Regions from separate parts of the Zea mays genome. Here region 2 is linked to region 1. The links are chromatin contacts, called in public Hi-C maps. All regions are on one chromosome and are shown on one strand. Each heading gives the region's core, a stretch centred on a gene start, on an enhancer-like site or on the middle of the called end of the contact. The rest is flanking DNA. Distances are from core to core; before and after follow the strand shown. Region 1 holds the start of LOC100384594 (Ascorbate-specific transmembrane electron transporter 2). Region 2 holds the start of LOC100194053 (Thylakoid lumenal protein TL20.3 chloroplastic).

Region 1 (7,057 bases), core at 2,092-4,591:
TAAAGATGCCCCTTTCAGGGACCAGAACCGTTCAGATATTGAATCTTTCAGATATCGAAGAGATATAAACACGCTTTTGAGGGACCAGAGCCCTTCAAATGAGGTTCGTAGGTATGGGAAAGGCAGGGGAGGAACTAAAGCACAGAGCCATAGGGTAAGAAAGGATTTCAAGGCACAACCTAGCATAAATCATGAAAAGAGCATAATGCCATCCATCGAGCCAACATGGACTCCTCTTGACAAGAGAGCGAGACAAGTATGTAATTACATACGGCAGAATTTGTTTTTGCATGCTAGTGTTTAGGATGCTTGTTAATCTAGACAATCTTCTGCAGAAACTTACATTTGCAACATATGGGAACGAAAAACAAAGCAAGCTGGTTTGGAGACATCAAAGCAGCCCCGGTGTTGGATGTGGCTTCCCTAAAAAGTACCATGAAGAAGGTACGTAGATTATCAGGTCCAGTAATGTCCTGGACACCCAGAGCGTGTTATTTTAGGAGAAGGTGCCCACATGTAAGTTTTTTTTTAATGTTTTGGTTAAGACAATCCATGAAATATTTCTTCATGAGAACTCGCCACCATCATTAACCTCGCAGGAGCTGTCAATGTACATATTGTTTTTAGCACTCCTGGGAATGATTGAATGTATCCTTGTTAGACTTATATCCTGTCTGTTTCAACTTATATGAAATTTATGTGCCACTATCATCTTCTATAGGTTCAGGTTTCACTGCAGTAATCTTGTTGACATGTGTTTGCATTTATGATGCTCGCATGGCGGCATGGATAGCTATTCATTTTCTGAAACTGTGAGGGTATGGCATTATTGGCATATCCCCAAAGGTGCGTATCCTCAAAGGTCTTTTGTCTATCCCATTTGTTTGGCTTCATTTTCAGGCTTATATGTCACTAGTCTACTGCTTAATTCGATATCTTAGGGGATGTTTAGGATGTCTCTAGGTTCCAGCTCCAATGTAAAGCTGTAGTTTATAATATCAATTTAAATAGTTTTAAAACTATTTTAATCTATATAATAAATAAAATAACTTATCTAAATGTCTTCTAAAAACCTACAATGCTAGCTTCACGATTTTCTGGAGCACCTAATGACATGCTCCATCAACTCCACGAAATTTCTGGAGCTGGAGCTATTGCAAACAGGGCCTTCAACAGATAGGTACTTGGGCTATCGCTTTGGGCTTGTTTGTTTCTGCTTTTTAGAGATTTTGAACTTCAATTTTTTGGACCATTCAAAAGTGAAAAACCCTATGAAGCTCACTAGGATGAACTTTAGGGCTTTTAACCTATGAAAGTTGTTTAGGTTTTAGAAAATTCAAAAGCTAAAAAGTGCAAAATCTTAAAAAAGCTGAAACAAACAGGCCGACACAAAGCCACAAACACTTGAAATTTGCAGATTAGAATTTGTTTTTGATCCGAGTATAAAGATTGATAGATGCTAGGCTACATTGCTATTTTTTAAAAAAAACTAGGCCACATTGTTATTTTCTTAAAAAAACAAGGACATACTGTGACTATCAGTGAGTTCCTCGAAAAAGAGAATTAAAAAAAAAACTCCTGTGTGCCCGAGTCGGAGACGAATATCGAACTCGCTCTATGTTCGGTTCTACTCTAATCCATATGGATTAAGAGGAATTGAGGGGGTTTCAATCTCTAGTAAATCAAAATTCGTTTAATCCGTATCAATCCCTTTCAATCCATATGGATTGAAAATAACCGAACAAGCCTAACCCCTCGATGCCTCAAGTTCAGTCGGCACGCGTTCGTCTTCTGGACGTCAAGAAACAGAGTCCCGTCTAATTACGACCGACGATGCAGCCAGGACGAGGGTACTATATGGCAGCGGCTTCGGCTACGGGCCAGGTCCACCCTACCGCCCCCCGGTGCCGCCTGAACTGCAGATGGCACCGCAAGAGAGTGAAGCCGTTCTGATGGCTACCGGCCGCCTCGCCGCGGAGTACCTGACGAACAGAGGCGATCTGCCGGCGAAAGTGCTGGAGAACCGTCCGCCGGCGCCGATTCCCCGTTCGTTGGTCGGAGTCGGAGGCCAGACCGCATTCGGGTCGCAGTACCACGAGACGCCGGTATACGGGACGTTCCACTTCCAAGGACGTCCGCGGTCCGCCCGCGCCGCAGCAGCGTCAGCCGTCAGTCATGCCCCCACCCGTTCTACTCCCAAGGGCAACAACGTCCACCTGCGCCGCAGCGCCGGTTTCCGGCCCCCCGCCCGTTCCGAGCAGGCCGCGACCAGTTCCCGAAGCGCCCACGCCAAGGCCCGTTTGGACCGGCTTCCTCCCCAGGCGCGGCACGCCGGCCGGGCATCGGCACCCGTCGTGGACGCGAATGAAAATAAGCGAGACGATGATAACGAGCACAGTGCGCCGGCCGGAGACGCGGGCAACTCTCAGTCGACGGCGCAGCCGGATGTTCCGGCCAGCGGCCCGCAGCAGACGAACGAGCCAAGCAGCAGTTCCCACTAGCGAATAAAAGCTAGAATACACATCATTTTTTTTGGCTGAAACGGCAGCGTAAACAGCTCTAGCAGTTAGCACCACATTTTTTGTAATTCTGTGCGGAAGTCGTGGAGTTAAGTACTATTTTGCCTCTATATATACCAATATCGTTACCATGTTCCAAACTAGTACATGGAAATAAATATATCAATCATATTCATGTGTCTGAACCAGCAAAAGAAATTGCAACAAAAAAGCAGCCCAGACAATCAACAGAAATAAAAAAAATATTTTATAAATATAGGGGCATTCCGAGAATCGAACTCGGGACCTCTCGCACCCAAAGCGAGAATCATACCACTAGACCAAATGCCCTTATGCTTATGACATCAAACGCTAGGTTAATTATAGGATCATTACGAAACGACGAGGAAGACGCGGGAGCAGGGCTGCAAAACGCAAACGCCGAGTTCTGAACTCTCACGCGGCCCTCATGCCAGTTTTCCGCAATCAGTTACCATCAGCCAGCGATCCTCACGAAGTTTACCTGTAACCTTGTAGTCGGCGGACGGAGAATCAGAGACCCATGCTAGTGACCACTGACCACGTCACCAAGCCTGATAACACCAGAGCACAGGAGAAGACGAAGTATGCTATCCTCTGGTCTTCAAAGGGTAGCACAGCTCTTGGTCACGAGTTCCAACAACCCACCGGTCGTCGCCAGACCGGTGCAAGTTTTTTCCGCGCTAGCGATTTGCTGTTGCTTTCTCGCGCTGGGTCCCGCGGACGCAGGTGGCACCTTGATTCTTCTCAAATCTCAACACACACGAAGGCTACGGATCACGCTAGAAGTAACAAGCTAAAAACTTGAGCTCTCGGTAGCACGAGAATCTACAGATATGAACCAAGTTATATAAGGTACTCGTACACCGAACATGTTCGATAGAATGCTCTAGTGACAGCGAAAAAACCAAACAACAAAAACCAACGAAATCCCTGCCATTTTTATAGGAGACGACGGTGCGGGGACACCACGCTCCCGCATTCAGTCCCTCCAGTCGTTGCGTCGGACGCCGTTGAGCGTTGGTGGCACTGTGCCAGCAGCAGCGCGCCGCGGGTGGCAAGGCAAAGGGGGCGACGAAGAGGAAAGCGAAGAAAACGTCATGGGGCTTGGCCTTGGCGTGCGGGCGGCGCCCTTCACGTACGCGGCGCACGCGCTGGCCGTCGCGGCGGCGGCCATGGTGTTGGTCTGGGCCATCTACTTCCGCGGTGGGCTCGCCATCGAGGCCACCAACAAGAACCTCATCTTCAACGTGGGTACTACTGCCTCTCCCCTCCCCGCGCTGGTTGCTTCAACGCCGACAACTTGTTTTGGGGACGCGTGTTTTCCCTTTTGTTTGCTTTCTTTCCCCTTTGACGTCGCGTCGACGTGAGCGCGTGTAGGCTGCTTCACGAGCTAGAAAAGTGAGGAAATTTAAATCTAGTAGAATTATAGAATTATCAAGAAGTGTTATTGTGCAGTTCTGTCGGCGAGCGTGTGGATTCTAGCTTTCTTTGCTTCAGTCAGAGATTGTGGATTCTATCTTTTATACCCCGTAGTAGCTTTCTACTAAATTACACATAGGCTGCTGCACGAGCTGGATTGTGGAGTACTAAATTACACAATCCAGCTCGCCCAGATTCTACGATCCACGAATCCTCTCAAACTAGAGAGAGAGAGAGAGAGAGAGAGGCCATGAGCTAGAATTCACAAAGAGCCATCAGCTTTTGGACCTTCAGTTCTCTGCAATCCAGGACTTCAATTATGCCGCTATTCAGAATCTCTAGCTAAAACTAGCAGAGCACTTAATACGTGTTTATTTGGCTGAGGTTGTGGCCTATGTTAGTTAGAAAGCATTTTGCTGTCTGCCTGCCCTCCTGAGGTTTCATCAATTACCTTTCAAATCACGAAACCCTATCTATTGCTTCAAGCTAACCATTTGTTTCGTCTGTACAGTTTTTAGTGAATCAGAGCAATAAGTTTTTATTTTTTGAAACTGAATCAGAATAATAAGTTGATTTAGAGTCCATCACATGTTAAACATTGCAGGTTCACCCTGTTCTTATGCTTATCGGTTATATTATCATCGGCGGCGAAGGTAAATGATTTAAATGTTTTCCAGGCTTCTCTTTTCTGTCACATGACAGATTTTAGTTTAGTAACATCTTGTTCGTCGTTGTCAGCTATAATGGTATACAGGGTACTTCCAACATCGAACCACGAGACAAATAAGCTGATCCATCTAGTTCTCCACGGGATTGCACTTGTCCTTGGTGCGGTTGGAATATATTTCGCCTTCAAAAATCATAATGAGAGTGGGATTGCCAATCTTTACAGTTTGCACTCTTGGATTGGGATAGGGACGATTACTTTGTATGGTATTCAGGTAAGGTCATGCATATGATGGCAAAGTTAGATAGTTGGATTGGGATTGCACTTATATTTGCCTAATTTATCACAGTGGATAGTTGGATTCGTTACATTCTTCTTCCCTGGTGCTGCGCCAAACGTGAAGAAGGGTGTTCTTCCTTGGCACATACTCTTTGGGCTCTTTGTCTACATCTTAGCACTGGCTAATGCGGAACTCGGCTTTCTTGAGAAGCTCACTTTCCTCGAGAGCTCGGGTCTCGACAAATACGGCACAGAGGCATTCTTGGTGAACTTCACAGCGTTGGTTGTCGTGTTGTTTGGTGCCTCTGTTGTGGTGGCTGCTATAGCTCCAGTTCGCCTTGAAGAACCACAGGGTTATGTTCCAATTCCAGAAAACTAGTACAAATGAAATGTACATCATATGCAGTTGCCAGGATTGGCTGTTACCATATGGAGCTAAGATATTCATCTCTCTTTATTAAGGAGAAGAAGATCATGGAGTTATCACGATAAGAAGATAGTGCATCTTCATTGTGTTTGTATATGTCTACACTATTGTCTTAAGGATTAGTAGAGATACATTCTGTGATACTTCAAAATTTCAGTATATGCAAAATTGAATATCCTGCTTCATAAATGTCTGTATTTGCTTTCATCAGTATTCTTCTTGATAAATGCGCTATCTCTACTGTTTTGCTGATATTTATTGCAAATTGAGCTGACTTTGAATTGTGCTGGTTCAGAATCAGCCACTGGAACTACCTAACAGAAAGTGATAAAGGTTATATGCATGTTCACTGTCATAATGGAGTTATCTATCGTCTCAGTTCCCACTTATTTGCACGGGTTTGCTGTAGTGCATGAGAAAAACATAATGGAGTTATTTTTATCCAATAATAATCCGATAAGACGGTGGGGGTATATTTGTCAATTGGGATTGTATGTGATATACCGTTTACTCGTCTTTAAAACCATACTATATAGGGCATGATTGTTTAATGCTCAATCCATGTTGATTAGACGGGATTAAGTGGGATTAAATCCGAGTAAGTCAAAATCCTTCATAATTTTTTTCTTTAAAATCTCATTTTTTTTTTCAAAATCATGCATTATAGTTAGAAGTTTAGCTTCTTCACACCCTCATCAGTTGTGGTCGTGTCCGCTCAGAAGCTCACACGGAGTCACGGGAAGCATGGGCCAGGGAGCACGCTAGGTCGCGAGCCTAGCCACACGCCCTCTGCCAGTGCCACCCGACGCCGCGCGCTAGCCAACTGGCCTTGTCCGCAGCCCGGCCACGCGTCGTCGCGCCCTCTGCGGCGCGGCCAGCTGACGCCGTGCGCCAGCCAACACCGCGGCGCCCGCACGGCCGCGCCCTCCTGGCCTCCTCGGTAGACGGTATGTGTTCAAGTGTTCAACAGTGCCCTTAATTTCTCTATCCTTTTAACTTTTAAGGCTTTAATTAGATGTTTTATAGAGTTTTATTGTGTTTGTAAAATGTTTCAGATACAAGAAGCCAGTAACAATCAAAACGAAGATGTATAAAGTTTATAGTCACTTTGGCCCGGGCCTTAGCCAATTTCTGGGTCCGCCACTGCATGACTTACAAGCAGAATCAGATTTTAGCTGGAGCGCAATCAACTTGCCAGAACCTTCAGCCCAACCAGACTACGATGAAAAGCATAATTTAAAAAGAGCGCACTTCAAGTAATATAATGTAAGTGTCATCGACAGCCCATAACTACCATTAACTGATATCCCCCATATTGTAATGAACATAGATAGACATGTATGTTTATCAAATGAGGAATAGTTCTGAAGAAAGTTAAGCGCACTACTGAGCCATTGAAAATATCAGACTACATAAATATAAGAAGGCATGGTACATGTGACAGGACAGCGATTTATTGCGTAACTAAAATACATAAAGGAGGTGTCGACCATTGTGCGGTTCTTTTACAGGTTATCAAGCATGTGAGTCTCAAATAACAAAACGAGGAAAAGATGATTGCAAGAAGCTGACAGGAAGGAAGGGGAACGAGGCTTATGGTTGAGCATTCCCATTGTATTGTATGCAAGCTCGATCGGTTAGCGCGCGCCGAGCCACCGACAAGCGTCATCTGAACATGCCAGATCAAGCGCCAGCGCCGGCCGTCCAGGCTTCGGTGCGGCCGTC
Region 2 (7,057 bases), core at 2,779-5,278, 360 kb before region 1:
CTTGGCCTCCATTGGCTTCGTCGAGGCCAAGTCGGACACGTCCCTCTTAGGGATGGCAACGGGCACATTTTACCCGCAGGCCCGCGGGTAAAAACCCTATAGGATGCGGGTTTAGGTGTGAGTTTGTACCCGTGGGTATGGATACGGGTTTGATTCTCAACCCGACGGGTTTTTTCTCGTGGGTATGAAAATGTTGTACCTGTGCCCGCAAACCCGCCTACCCGCGCGCGTGTGTGTGTATATATATATAATATGACGACTTTCTCTGTGGCTTCATGGCCCCGTGCACACAGCCCCCTCGTCACGGCCTCGGCGTGAAACAGGAAGCGTCCGCCCAGTCCCCTCCTCACGGCCTTTGGTAGCTAGCTAATGGGCCTTGGCCCTTGGCAACGGCAAACACATTTCCACCGTGCCCTGCTATTAAAACAGTTTGCTTCGAGTGCCCATGCCTGCGTATGTGTGGTGTACTGGTGTGCATTGTGTGTCTGTGTAGACTATAGAACACATGCATCTCAATTTAGTGCCACCCCGAAAGCTTTGAGCGAGCGGAGCCAATCAAATGATATAAAAGAAGACTACATGCGCCAGAGAACTCGTAGAACTTTTGGCTAAGATCGGTACATGTTTTTATCAGTTTAATAAATATTTATTATTATGTGCTATCAGTTTAATAAATATTTATTATATGACTGTGCCCGCGGGTGCCATAAACCCGTGGGTAGCGGGTTTGGGTAACATACGCTACCCGTCGCGGGTAGCGGGTGCGGGTACAGGTTTAACATTAATCTCGCGGGTACGGGTTTGTAATCTCTGTACTCGCGGGTTTTAAACCCGTTGCCATCCCTAGTCCCTCTTCAACTACCAGCGCGGCGATGACACCGTCTACCTCCTGCTCTACATCGACGACATTGTGCTCACGGCATCCACTGTCGACCTTCTACAACGCACGATCGTCGCCCTTCAGCGGGAGTTCGCAATGAAGGACCTGGGGCCCTTCACCACTTCCTCAGCATCACCGCCGAGCGCCGGCCTCAGGGTATCTTCCTCCACCAGTACTAGTATGCCATCGACATCCTAGAGCGCTGGCATGTCCGACAGCAAGCCCTGCTCCACGGCTCCACGCCTGTCGACACTCAGGCAAAGCTCTCTAAGGATGACGGGCACTCGGTCCCCGACGCAACGTCCTATCGGAGCCTGACCGGTGCCCTCCAGTATCTATCCTTCTCCAAGCCCGACATCGCCTACACCGTCCAACAAGTGTGCCTGTATATGCACACCCCACGGGAGCCCCACCTCACCGCTCTCAAGCGGATTCTATGCTACCTCCGCGGCTCCCTCGAATACGGCCTCCTACTCCGACCCTCCCCGACGTCGGAGCTCGTGGTCTACACCGACGCTGACTGGGTTGGCTGTCCCGACACACGTCGGTCCACTTCCATGTTATCTCACAATATATAAACAACATATTCAATTTTTCATTTTAAAGCTTCCTTATTGTCTCACACTTTCACTCTACTATCTCATCCTACAACCCCTGAAACTCTGATCTATCAAAGAATTAGGTTTATCCATGTTATTCAAATATTTGCTGAAAGGACACTAGAAACAGAGGAAGACAATGATATAAGTATTAGAACTCAAAGTTAAGATAACATTCCAATAATTAATCAACTTGGGTCCTATTGTGATTTCCTTTATTAACCTCAAAAATCAAGAAGGGTTATCACCATAATTTATTACTATAGAAAAAGGGAAAACATAGGGTCAACCTTTAAAGTTGACCTAGAATGTAGATGTGTAGTTATGTATGCTCCATCTATGCCTATAATCACTGAAATATGGCCCATATATTTCAATAAACATAAAAATCACATGCATTTGGGGGGGGGATAAGTATAGTGCAACAATATGACAAAGCTAAAACCTAAAAGTACTAATTCAGTTTTTACCATGCGGTCCATTAATGTATCACTCAAATCAGCACCTGTAAAGGTAAAACAACAGCACCGTTAAAAATAAAACACAGAGTCTAACTCGTTTCAAGGGCATACTCTCAAATGCAGTAAAATCACATCAACAAGATAGAAAGATTCAGATATAGAGTCTCAGTTCTGTAATTTACTTTGGTTTTCGCTAAAAATAAGGTCAGTTTCTACGATTCTAGATAAAGTGCTGGGAAGACAGATGTGGGGATCCCACATAATCAGGTTTTAATGAATGCCAGGGCCCAGAAGACCAGAACTACTACCGAACTTTGATATAAATAGTATGATGAGTCAACTTGAAACCAGAAGAGAAACAAGAACTGCAGTTAGCTTCTTGTTCTGGTTTTATACTGAGATGGTTGTGAGGCAAGTACCAGATAAGAGGTACTCTATGATATCTCTGGTTGATTAGCTTCTAGAGTAAGGTACGTTAGAGGACCACTGACCACTAAACAAATATAGTTATGTGCATCAAGCCATTAAATAAAGGTAGTTTTGCACATCAAGCACACACATCATGTATGAGAATATAGAAAGTGAATATTGACCTATCTGCCTAATAAAAAGTTGTTTCGCTCACCAGTGAAATTTGCCTTATAAGCAACAGCCTTTTCAAGATAGGCACCATTGAATGTGGAACCACTGAAATCTGACTCTCTCATATCAGCGGATGTGAAGTTGGCCCGCCTAAAGCAACAAATGATGCATTATGTAAATGAGAGATGAGGAATAGAAAAAACTATTGTTCCTTTAGTTATCCTTATGACCTTATCCATATCACAGATAATTACTCTTATTCTGGTTTGACAACACTGTACTTACAGTTACGGGTCGTTTGGATTCATTCATTTTGGAGGAATTGGAATTTACTTAATAAAGTAACATATTACCTTGGAATTTAACATTCCACCACTTTCTAAAGTTCAGATATAAGCATATCTCAAATTAATAGGGTAGAGGACGTGAAATGATTTTATGTATCAGTAGAATTTGTTTCTACTCTACAACTTGACGCTCTACGACTCACTCATCCATAGTAAAAATGTAGCACATAAATATCCCCGACATTATGCTAATAATAGTATACAATATATTTTGTATAAAACCAAATTAACTTAATTGATATGTGTCTAAATTACTATTATTAGAATGGAATTCAATTCCAAGGATCCAAACGGGGCGTTATAGTAATTCTGTAGCATATTTGTTACACACTTTCTCCATAAATAGGCATTTCATACAACAAGTTGTTTCCATCTAGTAACTTGTAACTATGAGTTAAAGCAATGCTCATAAAATGCATACACACACAATGCTGGACTATTTTGGAAACAATTCAGTTTATAAACTCACAACTGCCATCGTTATATCCGTGAAGTTTATCGCTAATACTTAAATTTCCATACGGCCAAAATCACATCAGACCGAAACAGGCAGAAAGCAAGCTAAGTTATATCCGGTATAATTATCGAAGTTGAAAATATATTTCCTTTCTACTAACTATTCCTTTAATGTTGCCATTGAAAAACTAGGGGATTCTAACTCGGTACAAGTGAAATTAAGGACCCACCTGAAGTTCTCGTTAACGTGGACAGCCTTCCTGTAAGACCATTAAAACAAAGCAAATTACCTAGGCAATGTAACAACAAAATGGTCATGAAGAAGAGATGAAGAAGCAGAGGTGCTGGCATACTTGAGATCGGCCGAGCCGAACTGCGCGGCAGAGCCAATGCCAAATTCGCCCCGCTGCTCGGCCTCAAACTTGTTCAGGTCCGCGTAAGCTGGCATAGAGGCGGCAACCACGGCCGCCGCGAGCGCGGCGGATACCGCGGCACCCCACCTCGGCTGCTGCGGTGCCGGCGAGGCGTTCGACGCATTGTTGCCCCCGCGTTCGGGCGCTGCCAGGCAGGAGATGCGCGGGAGGCGGCGAGGTGGGCAGCGAGAGAAGGAAGATAAGTTCGTGGGCAGGACGGCGGCGGCGAGAGGGGAGGTGGATGCGGGAGTCATGGCCGCGACAGGTGAGCAGTGGTCGCAGGTGTAGCCCGAGTATAGGGAAGAAGAGGGTGAGGTGGGGAACGGGACAGACTGGTGGTGGTGGCGGCTTGCGCGCGAACACGTAACTGCTAGCGGAGCCGTCTCGCGACACGGGCGCGAAGAAAAGATCCGGCGCTACTGCATTATCACATTCACAAACTAAACGCCCTCAAGAGTTAGCATCACGCAGATACAACATGGAAGCCATCCTCTACACAACTAGAGTGCACATAGCCGATAACATCTCTACAACTATTAAGAGTGGAGCGTAGACTGCCCCCGCCTCAACGTCCACGCCGCGAATCCCGCTCAGCGCTCACGTCAGCCCGCACGCGGATCCAGCGCCCCCCGCCCCCCGCGATTCACCCACCGCCCGCAGATCCAGCGCCCCTCCCCACGATTCACCGCCCCCCCCCCCCCCCCCCGCGATTCACCGCCCGCAGATCCAGCGCCCCTCCCCGCGATTCACCGCCCCCCCCCCCCCCCCCGCGATTCACCGCCCGCAGATCCAGCGCCCCTCCCCGCGATTCACCGCCCCTGCACGCAGATCCAGCGCGATCGGCTCGTTCTCATCGTCCGGCCACCGGATCAAGAACTCTGGATCGCCGCCTCTGCTGTTGCTGAGGAGGGCCTCGTACTCGTAGCATCGATCGACGCCTGGGATCTTGTTGTTTCCTGTCGCCGCTGGCGGCGGCTCGTCGAGCGCCCCGTTGATTAGCACCACGGCGGGTACCCTGCTCGCTCCGCCGGCCTGCTGGGAGATGAAGCGGAGCGCTTCCCGGGCGACGCCCAGCAGCACGGCGTCCACGAACACGACCTTGGCCTCCGAGTGCTGCAGCAGCACGGACGCCATGCCGGCGTCGAGCCGCGAGTTGAGCGCGCAGATCACGGCGCCCGCCATGGGAATGCCGAAGTGGAGCTCGCAGAAGGCCGGGATGTTCTGCGCGAACACCGCAACCTACACGGGGGCAGCAACGGCTTCGGTTGAGGACCGGTCGGCAAGTTCGATTCGATTCGGTACTAGAAGCAGCAGCAAATCGAGAGAGACAGCCAGGATGGAGAACAACAAGAGCAGTAAAAGTGAATGCTTGGACGGCGGCAGGTAAATAACGCCCGAATCTACCGAGGCAAGGCAACGGCTGGACAGAGACTTACCACGTCACGGCGCGCGACGCCGAGCCCCGCGAGCGCGGCGGCGAGGCGGAGGCAGCAGTCCCGGGTCTGCCGCCAGGTGCGGGGCGGCGGCGCGGCGTCGTGTCCAGCGGCGACGATGGAGGGGCGGTCGGGGTAGACGAGCGTGGTGCGCTCGAGGAAGCTGATGGGCGTGAGCGGCGCGTTTAGGTGTGTGGTTGGCAGCGCTCGGGAGTCGGACGTGCGGCCTAGGCGGCCTGAACGAACTGCGGATGGCGCTCAGGCGCGCGGCGAGCAGCACTCGTGCGGGCGGCGGCGCTTGGACCTCAGGTGCACGGCAGACGACATCAACACATACGACTGCGTCCACCACCTGTAGACGGCACTGACCCAGTTCCAGGCCCGGCGTGTTCCCTGCTGGCTGCTGCCTTTCATTTTCGGATTCTTGTGTGCTTGTGTTCCTGACAAATTCTAGCAGTGGCACCACTACGTGTAAGCGCGGCCGTCGCTGGAGGCGAATGCCGTACAGCAGACTCCAAAGCTTTATCACTAAATGGCATAATTGATCTATTATTTAAAATATATGATTCATACTTTACCTCTTTTATTATGTGGTAATATATATGTGATAGTACAATGAGCATGACTCCAAAGCTTATGTGCTCGTGGTTTTCTGCCTTCAGCCACAAAGATTATTCCGAATTCTTTTAGCCACAAAGATTATTCCAGAAAAGTAAGCCCCTGGCCTTTTGTTATGTGATGCTTATGACCATTATTATCCTTCTGTACTGAAATTGTCATCGTCATTTGGCAGATACAACCTCAAATTAACTTGCATGCTCATCCACCCTGTTGAAGAAATATTGTAGCAATTAATTCAAGGAAGTAATAGGCTAATGGTAGTTGTTCATCTAGAACTCATTCGATTCCAAGTTCTAGCTATGGCCGTGACCGGTAACTTTTTTCTCTGTGCTTTGTTGATGTTTGAATGGACCATGAAGCACTAGGACATATACTAAATTGAAAATTTATTTATCTACTACTAAGATGCCCGTACTAATAATATGATAAACCTAAAAAGGCAATAAAGTGAATACACATTAAAAATCGTGATAAAAGTGATTGAGGTAATAAGGGAGGTAAAAAATCTGAATCTTTATTTCTTATCCTAAGTTCTAAAATCCTAAGCCAATACTTGAGCAATTGTTTCTATAAATGTCTTAGAACATGTGCTTGTCTGGATTTAGATATATGTGATAAATCATCATACTCTCTCATCGAATAGGGTTGTTCGGTTATATCAGAATGAGGTCATGAATTGTTCTAGGTGAACAATTATTATACAAATTAGACAATTATTCTAGGTAGGTATAGTTCTATAATGAACCCCGGATAACCGAATAAGCCCTAAGTGGAAACGACATGTAGAAACCAAGCGACTTGGAGGAATTCGTGATATTGGAAATATAAGTAGGTGTGCATGCACTTGTTATGAATGAAGAATTCATGATCCACATGCATAATATCGTGATTATTAGGATATTTTAGTAGTGGCTATTACATGATATCTCTACAACTATTAAGAGTGGAGCGTAGACTGCCCCCGCCTCTACAACCTCCTCCTGCTACCGCGCGCCCAGCCCCCGCGAAAATCGCTGCTACCGCACGCCTAGCCCCCGCGAAAATCGCCGCAACCGAACGCTCGCCGCCGCCGCGAAACCTCGCCGCCTACCATACACCCACCGGCGCCCAACCGAGCACCGAAAACCCCGCCACCGCGAAACCTCGCCGCCCACCCGCGCCCAACCGAGCACATGAGACAGCTTCATGCCCTTCATCTGCATCACCTGCTGCATCTGCTGTGGTGTCGGCTGCGGCAGCACCATGTTCGCATCTTTCCCGCCCTT

The links. Hi-C and Micro-C count contacts between places; a contact is called where the count stands out from the background.
Region 2: a contact with region 1 is called in a Hi-C map of ear, with 2.3 times the contacts expected there. The contact joins the promoter of LOC100194053 here to the promoter of LOC100384594 in region 1. A contact is called at or near these places in 2 of 25 Hi-C or Micro-C datasets (ear and tassel).

The regions. Positions count from the first base shown.
Region 1 is chr5:193,081,140-193,088,196 of Zm-B73-REFERENCE-NAM-5.0, reverse strand. LOC100384594 (Ascorbate-specific transmembrane electron transporter 2) reads left to right here and starts at 3,341. Exons shown (of 4, transcript NM_001177098.1): 1 at 3,341-3,787; 2 at 4,564-4,612; 3 at 4,698-4,900; 4 at 4,976-5,518. The coding sequence starts at 3,638. The coding sequence ends at 5,284. TRNAP-UGG (transfer RNA proline (anticodon UGG)) reads right to left here and starts at 2,849; the gene lies at 2,778-2,849. It overlaps LOC103627474, which reads left to right. Exons shown (of 10, transcript NM_001350321.1): 9 at 1-256; 10 at 336-716. The coding sequence ends at 452.
Region 2 is chr5:193,444,605-193,451,661 of Zm-B73-REFERENCE-NAM-5.0, reverse strand. It overlaps LOC100194053 (Thylakoid lumenal protein TL20.3 chloroplastic), which reads right to left and starts at 4,028. Exons shown (of 6, transcript NM_001139110.1): 1 at 3,679-4,028; 2 at 3,556-3,585; 3 at 2,566-2,672; 4 at 1,950-1,984. The coding sequence starts at 3,992. It overlaps LOC103627476 (probable acyl-activating enzyme 2), which reads right to left and starts at 5,426. Exons shown (of 2, transcript XM_008647772.4): 1 at 5,175-5,426; 2 at 4,139-4,977. The coding sequence starts at 4,920. The coding sequence ends at 4,513. LOC118471963 (heavy metal-associated isoprenylated plant protein 33-like) reads right to left here. Exons shown (of 3, transcript XM_035958902.1): 3 at 6,655-7,057. The coding sequence ends at 6,809.